2 separate regions of the Oryctolagus cuniculus genome follow, and region 1 is linked to region 2. Evidence: chromatin contacts called from public Micro-C data. All regions are on one chromosome and are shown on one strand. Each heading gives the region's core, a stretch centred on a gene start, on an enhancer-like site or on the middle of the called end of the contact. The rest is flanking DNA. Distances are from core to core; before and after follow the strand shown. Region 1 overlaps GMDS (GDP-mannose 4,6-dehydratase). Region 2 overlaps GMDS (GDP-mannose 4,6-dehydratase).

What was found. A called contact is a pair of places that touch in the nucleus more often than the background predicts.
Region 1: a Micro-C map of ear pinna shows a contact between it and region 2, with 2.4 times the contacts expected there. The contact joins two enhancer-like sites. A contact is called at or near these places in 2 of 6 Hi-C or Micro-C datasets (ear pinna and an unstated tissue).

Annotation. Positions count from the first base shown.
Region 1 is chr5:168,000,826-168,004,659 of mOryCun1.1, reverse strand. The region is part of intron 6 of GMDS (GDP-mannose 4,6-dehydratase); the gene reads right to left. Among named protein-coding and RNA genes, the nearest start is that of GMDS, 290 kb to the right of the region's middle. Within about 2 kb of position 2,094, at least 1 of the 8 cell types and tissues checked has an H3K27ac peak or open chromatin away from gene starts, as enhancers often do.
Region 2 is chr5:167,861,480-167,865,161 of mOryCun1.1, reverse strand. The region is part of intron 4 of GMDS (GDP-mannose 4,6-dehydratase); the gene reads right to left. Among named protein-coding and RNA genes, the nearest start is that of GMDS, 150 kb to the right of the region's middle. Within about 2 kb of position 1,746, at least 3 of the 8 cell types and tissues checked have an H3K27ac peak or open chromatin away from gene starts, as enhancers often do.

The DNA.
Region 1 (3,834 bases), core at 845-3,344, 140 kb before region 2:
TCATCTCTCCACACAGAATAACATGGACCAGACAGCGCTGCGAGCGCCAAGGATAAATGTCATCTGTGAAGTGTCATAGTCTACAAATGCGATGGTAAACCACATGATGTCACTTTCTGCCCCAACCAGAAAGGCCACCCAGAACCTGGTGGGCCCAGGGGTAATGGTCAACAATCTCACCATTTACGAACACACAACATGGCATTGTGTAAAATCCATGATGCTCTGCTGAACTCAAACAGGGATTACTTCATCCCTAGACTTCACAATAGGCAACTGAGTTTTTTTCGGTGAGTTATGACACTGATGCTCATCTAAAGAAACCACAAGGCACCTTTGATAGATAGAAATATAAATAAAATATTGAGTTGTTTGGTATTGGCTCACTTGTTTCTTGATTCATCTATAACTGCTTGATTTGAATTTGCTGGTCACAATGGCAAATACTAAGTAATATTCTGAAATATTACTTTATTTATACATATACTATGCATATATATCTATATAGTTTATACATAGAGAGAATGCTTTCTGCCTAATGTGATTAAATAAAAATAAGTTAGTTATTTGTGTCACACATTATATTACTTCCTAAAACACTGAAATATATATGAATTCTAATAATTCTAAAGGAAAAATCTCATATACAGTGAACCTGTCACAGAGATATTACTATAATCTTACACGCTGAAACATAAACTCCAATCTCTTTTAATGCTTATTTCATATCAAAGCCAAAACATGGACTCCACAGCTTATCCCCAAGGAAAGGATCTGTTCTTGTTAGAACTAATAACCAAAGTAAACATGCTCCCTGACTTTGGAAGTGAGCGACACGGTTCTGTGGAGCAGTGGGTGGCAGATCTGATTAAGACGGTCTCCAACTGCCAGCCCTGCTCTATGGGTGCCCTAAACTGGCTCTCACCTGGAGACCAGAAGACCTAGGGCTGAGACCTTCCCTGGAGTACTACTAATCAGAATGATTTTTTTCCTGTGTTCGGGTAAATATTTGCTAAAGCTCTAGGAAGGATTTAGTGGAAAAATAAAAGTGACATGTAAAGAAAAATGAGATCCCATTCTGATAGGTGACATTCACCCGGATTCGGAGACAACCCTTGGTTAATTCTAGAGCAGGGTTTCTCATCCTCACCACTGTCGACATCGTGTGCTGGGCTGGTCATCGTGCTGTCCAATGTGGGATGTTCAGCAGTGTCCCCAGCCTCTGTCTACTGATGCCTGTAGCAACCCCTTCCCCACTGTGGGCTGGAAGCATCTCCAGACTTTGCCACATGGGGCACACTCATCCCCTCCTCGCCCCTTAGCCTCCTCGTGCCCAGCTGAATGGTTCTCATTTTTACAACAAAGAACAATCGTTAGAAAAAACAAAGGAAAAAAATTACCTAAACCTTTACTGTGATGTGGGTAATTTCTACATTAATTAGTTTTAAAATTCTGGAGATTAAAATCATGACAATAAATGCATTTAGGTATTTTATGAAGCAAAACTTAGAAACTAAAAACAATGTTCCAAACTAAAATGCAGAACCTCAAGTTCCTGAACCTGAAACTATGAGATTCTCTCGGGTGAATACTGCTTTTAGACAGATATATATGGTTCCTTATGAATCCACAGTTAGAGGAATGTGCTGTATCTTCTAAAAAATGGCCCAATATCTAAACAATGGTGGCATATCATCCATTTGTGACAGTCTCAAACTGTTAATTATGTGTTTACTTTCAGTAGTTACTTCTTATTGCAATGTGGTTTTTTTAAATGTATTTGTCATTATTTCTTATTCTTCTCATTGCCAAAGTTTGATGATACCCAAAGCAAGTTAGTTGCACTACACATTTTATTATTAGAAAACTCTCACTGTTGCACTGTGACTATTTCTGCTAAACATCAGAAAGGAATACTGCTGTTATCAAAACTAATTAATGTCTTTTATAAAAGGTAAGAGTGGCTGAGGCCTTAAATATCCAGCTTCACCACACGCCCCGTTCTGACTCACAGGGGTTGCTCCTGCCCAGTGCCAACTCTCAGATTCACAGATATGCTATTCCCACAACCGAGAACAATGTTCACACCTGTCCTGCAGGACTACCCCAGTCTCAGCGCTGGCATTGGCTGGGTTTAGGACTTTGCAGGCAATAGTCTCAGACTGCTTCCACTTCTTCACTGACTAAAAACGGGGATGGAGTGAGCTTCCCAATCCTTTCTGCTTCATCTTGAGAGAGTATTTTGAGGGAATGAACACAGGTGGATGTGAACTGGGGGTCCCCCAAGAGTTCTCCCAAGGAAAGAATAGCATCTAATGGGTTAGTATGCATTTTTAAACACACAGGAAAAACAGAATAAACAGATGTATGGGTTTCAATATACACATAAAGAAAAGTAATAAGAACAACGAAGTAAAAATTGTCTCTGAAAGTACTGAACTACTAAATCAAATATAATAAAGAAGATGAAGGGTATAATCCTTTATGCTGTTGAAATGTTTGATGATGATGATAAAAGCCAGGTTACTCTGATTCTGACTTCTCGACTGGGAATGAAGCACAAAGGTGCACACACGCCAGGGGCACTGTGGTGCCCACTAGGCTCTCGCCGAATTCCAGAGAAAACAGCGTCCAGCCACGGAGGAGCTCCTGGCGGGAGCAGGCCACAAGGGACCACAGTCCAGAGGCAGCAGGGGAGCAGAGCGGGGCTGGGAGCGAAGCGAAGGTGGAATGAGAAAGAGAATGAGACGCCCTACTGGGAAGAGGGAAGGCTTCGTCCAGAGCTGAATCAACATCCTATTCTTAAACACTTAAACGAGAGACAGAGAGAGAGGGAGAGAGAAGAGTGGGAGGAGAATGGAAGAAACACACTGTCGACACAGAGCGTGATGTCTTAGTCAGGCCAGAGGTATCCAGGGATGAAGCCAATCACTTCCGTGACTCACTGCTGGTAAACTAATGGCCCACGAGGTGGATTTCCAAAGCCAGACCTCACCACCTCAGTCAGCCCTACAGCAGCAGTCCCTGCGCTGCCCAGACGTTCCTAATGACCGAAAGATGGACATGAGTCAACCTGGAGAAAAACAGCCTCACCGGAGGACTGGAAACCATAAGTGTGCCTCCTGCTCTGCCAAGATGGTGTCTTCGGAGCGGGAGCCCTCTGCAGTGCCCTCGAGTGCCCACACGAGGCAGCAGAGAGCTGTGGCCAAGCACACTCCAGGCCCAGCCTTTCTCCTGCATGAGCCAGCCTGGGAAGTCGCCCAGAGCCCTCGGCCACTCCTCAGCTGTGGACGCTTAAGGCTCAAGTCCCCACGCAGCTTGCAAACTGAAGACCCACTAGAACATTCAGTGTGTAGATCACCGCTTAGTAACGATGGCCACAGTCATCAAAGTCAGGAAATCGGGTTTATTCTAGTCATTTAATCTTACTGTAATCTTCTGAAACAAGAAGCTAGGTTCTATTTCTATTTTTGGATGTCTCTCAATTATCTTGAAAAATATGTAATTTCATTTGGGATATACTTGAATTATTTATAATTTTTCAAAGGTCACCAAATTTTATTTACAGCATAGCAATATGTTGAAAATTAAGATGTAATCGGCAACCTGGTTAAATTACTCACGTAATGAACACTGGATAATCTTATTTTACATTCTAATGAAATAAAGAATCAGAATTAATTACAGGGGCTAGCATTGCGGTGTAGTGGGAGAAAGCTGCCACCTGCAGTGCTGGCATCCCTTATGGGCACCAGTTTGAGATCCAGCTGCCCCACTTCCGATTCAGCTCTCTGTTATGGCCTGGGAAAGCAAAAGATGGCACCAGTGCTCAGG
Region 2 (3,682 bases), core at 497-2,996:
GGCATAGTTGTGACTAACTTGAACATTTCATACTTGGCTTCCAGAGACGTATGATGGTGTAAATTTACCTCATAAAATTCCATCCAATTAATTAGATCAAAACCTTGCAAAATTATAAAAGAATTACACATTTAGAAATCAAGTTTTGCTGAGTTCTTGTGTCCACACAGCCCATGCTACTAAAAAAGTTAGGGCAACACAGACCTATCTGTGCATTCAAATGGAAGTTAACACAACAGATTAACACAGAAAAACTATACATATATGTGCACAAATATTTTTTCCTCCTGATATATGTCGCAGCAGAGCCATTCAGTCATTAATAAGTAACAGGCGGCTGCCAGAATGTTTTACGCTCCATTAAAGCAACATTGAGGCCCATTACAGTACACAGCAAATGATGCTGGAAACCACCTTCCACCCTTCAAACCACAGTCCCTTCTAACCTCATTTGGTGGAAGCAGCTTGGGGGTGAACGGCAATATACTCTCAAGTAAGCCTTTATTAAGTATGAGAAATAAATTATATTAAGTGTTATTTTTTGAACTCAGAAATGAGGGAAGGGGTTGTTAAGATATCAGATTTACTAAGAAAATAATTATGTGAGAAATAAGTTGCTGTCATAAGAGAGACTTGCCAGATACTGCATTTAAGCAAGTTGTTCTACACACCTTTAGAATCAAGTTCGTGACACAGAGATTAGTCTGTGGTACTAACTCGCCTGAGAGTAGATCAGAAAAAACATAAAGGGGAGGGGAAATGTTTTCCTGAACAACATTCGCGTGACTTGAGTGGCATTAGGAAGCCCTGATGATGTTTGTAAGTGTGAGACACCGAGGTGATTCGATTGTTCAGGACACGCTACAAATCGCTTTTTTACAACCCACTTCCATTCCTCAGATTCTAATAACTTGGATTCCACTTCATTAGATCCTCATGTCTGAGATTTCACCAACTGCAATTCTCTGAAACTTGAAAATTACCCTGAAAATTTGTGAGAAGCCACAGAAAGGTCTTCAGAAACAGACACATATTAAATATTAATTATAATGATGGCTGTCATCTTTTATGGTAATTATGTCATTATTTAGGAATGCTAATTAAGACATAAAGTGACTCGCTAATTGCAAACGCATTCTGAAGAAATACATTTGTACTTGTGCATTTAACAGCAAATCCAGCCCAGGGACTGGGCCATAATAGACTGCAGTTCTATTTTCTAAAATGCTGACATTTGAGCAAATGTTCCCATGGAATGTTTGCCTGATTCGTGGACTGACATTTCCTCTTTGTAACTTGCTTAACTAAAAAGGAGACATGCAGGCCAAATGCTACAGTACCCACAGGCAGCAGGCCATTACTTGCCGCTGCAACTTGTGTATGGTTTCTCTTTTACCTCCCTCTTGCCCTGCCGCCCTCAGCCCTTCGCTGTCTCTTTATTTTGACATGCATATTATCTTAGCTGATTTCAATCATCTTTTAGGAGTGGGTGACATACCTTAAAAGATTAAGCTTTCCCACCTGGGATTTGTCCAGAAATTCAGTGTATTCTAGCGTCTCATGCCTTCTTCCTCCTCCTACACTCTCATGTTATCAATAGTAGCTTTCTTTCTTATTTTATGCTTAACTACACGACACAGGCAGCTCCACTGATGGAAGTCAGTTCGCGTTGTCACTCATCTTTCACTGTAACTACAAGACCGATCTCCTGTGTCCGTAACACTCTGCTGCCATCTATGTGTGCAAAAGAGCACAACACGCTCCCAGGCCCCAGAGGCTTCCCCTGGGTCCCAGGGACAGTTCTGGCTGTCATCTAGGCAGAGAGGCCGCGGCTGCGGGGAAGTGGCTCTTCCCCGGAGTGCAGGGGCCTATCAGGAGTTCCCACTTCCTTCTCTGTGAGCAACTTTGCTAACCTGAAGACCACCACTACTGTTGACTCATTATTGTACTCGAAATGGTGATTTTGATGGAGTTACCACAGCAAAGGAAAAGTAACAAGAAAAGCTAAAATATTAAGTCATTCAAGCAAACAATTTTTGCAAAACTGTAATCTAACTATCTGGGCCAAATAATAGGACAAAACAGCAGTAAGCCAAAACACTGTCATAATATTTAACATAGAGTAAACAGATAAAAATATTATCTACTCATATTACTTAAACATCAAAAATCGTGATATAATAATCAACGAACGTCTGTCAAACTCCCAAACACTTCTTCCCTGGGAAAGATGGAGCAATCCATCAGACCAAGCTCAGGAGTCTCCTGGCCTCCTGGTGGCACTGGCCGCGCTGGCTCCGAACTGTCCTGACAAATGTCAGTGTCAAGAAAACAAACTGAAAACCATTCCAGGGTGAGCCACGGGGCAACGTTAAAACAAACCCAGGAATTCTGTTCTCTCCGCCACCCCACGACTAATCCACAGCACTAGCGATGTGGCAACAGTTCTGAAGAATGTCCCATAAAACTTCATTGTGTCAATATCACTAACTTCTAAAAGACTTTTCACTTAAAAAACATTGGTAGCAAGAAAATGTATGGGGACGGGAGCAGAGAGGAGACTCGGAAAAAGGCCTTACCCGGATACACCAAACAAAACAAGAAGCTCAAACTTTGCCTCCCTCCGCCAGTCAGCCATTTACAGCTGCATCACAGCACCCAACACAAAGTTCTCCATCACCAGCGCTACAAGCATACACAAGCTGAGCTCATCTTTCAAAATGCAAGACTTTCTAAGGCATTCTCAGTCTGTTACTCTCAGGATGATCTTCGTCAACATAGTGTAAAGTGCCAAACCAAGCCTTGAAGCATAACTTCTTGTAAATAAATTCAAATTCATTGTGAATTTTTTTAATTAACCACCCTAAACTCTATATATATATAATGTAACTGTCTTAAAAAGAGTAACAATGAATCCTACTTATCTTAGATGTTAGACATATTTACAAAAAACAAATCTGATACATTAAAACAATTTTCTTATAATTTATTTCTTGCTAGCACTGGTAAGGTATCCAATTAATGATTTACAGTAAGAATTAATAGAAAAGAGTCTTCTTAAGCATTAAATTTCTCTGGACTAGAAAGGATTTAATTTCCTTAACCATAACAACTCTAAGGAGCCAACTTTAACAAAATAAATTTTATAAATTCTATTTGCCCTAAAAGGATAAAGATTGCACTCAACACCAAGTTGTTAGATCTTTTAAAAAGAGAAATTATGAAAGTTTAATTTCTTAAATTTACATACAGCTGGAGATGATGGAAATACATCTAACTACACTTTGAAACAAGGTATTATTTATATCTGCATATTAATTTATGCAAATCACATATTCTAAAAGAGGAAATCCTAAAAACCATTTTCATTCATCATTAAAAGCATAAACAAAAAGCCTCACATATAGTACATTTATTGACTTACTAACTGTTCACCATTTGTGTTTATAAATGCACTAAAACCTCAAACTGTTTGCATAAACTGGAACTTCATACCTAGAAAATAATTGTTGTAATACTAATTAATACTACTTTAGATTTTATATAATAAACAAGCTACTATTGTGAGTAAATTAAGAGTGCAAAATCCAACAAACATACCTTTGTGTGGTCCACCAATTATAAGCAAAATTCCAAACATTATTAGCTGTTATCAAAATTACAATACCACCTAGATCTAATA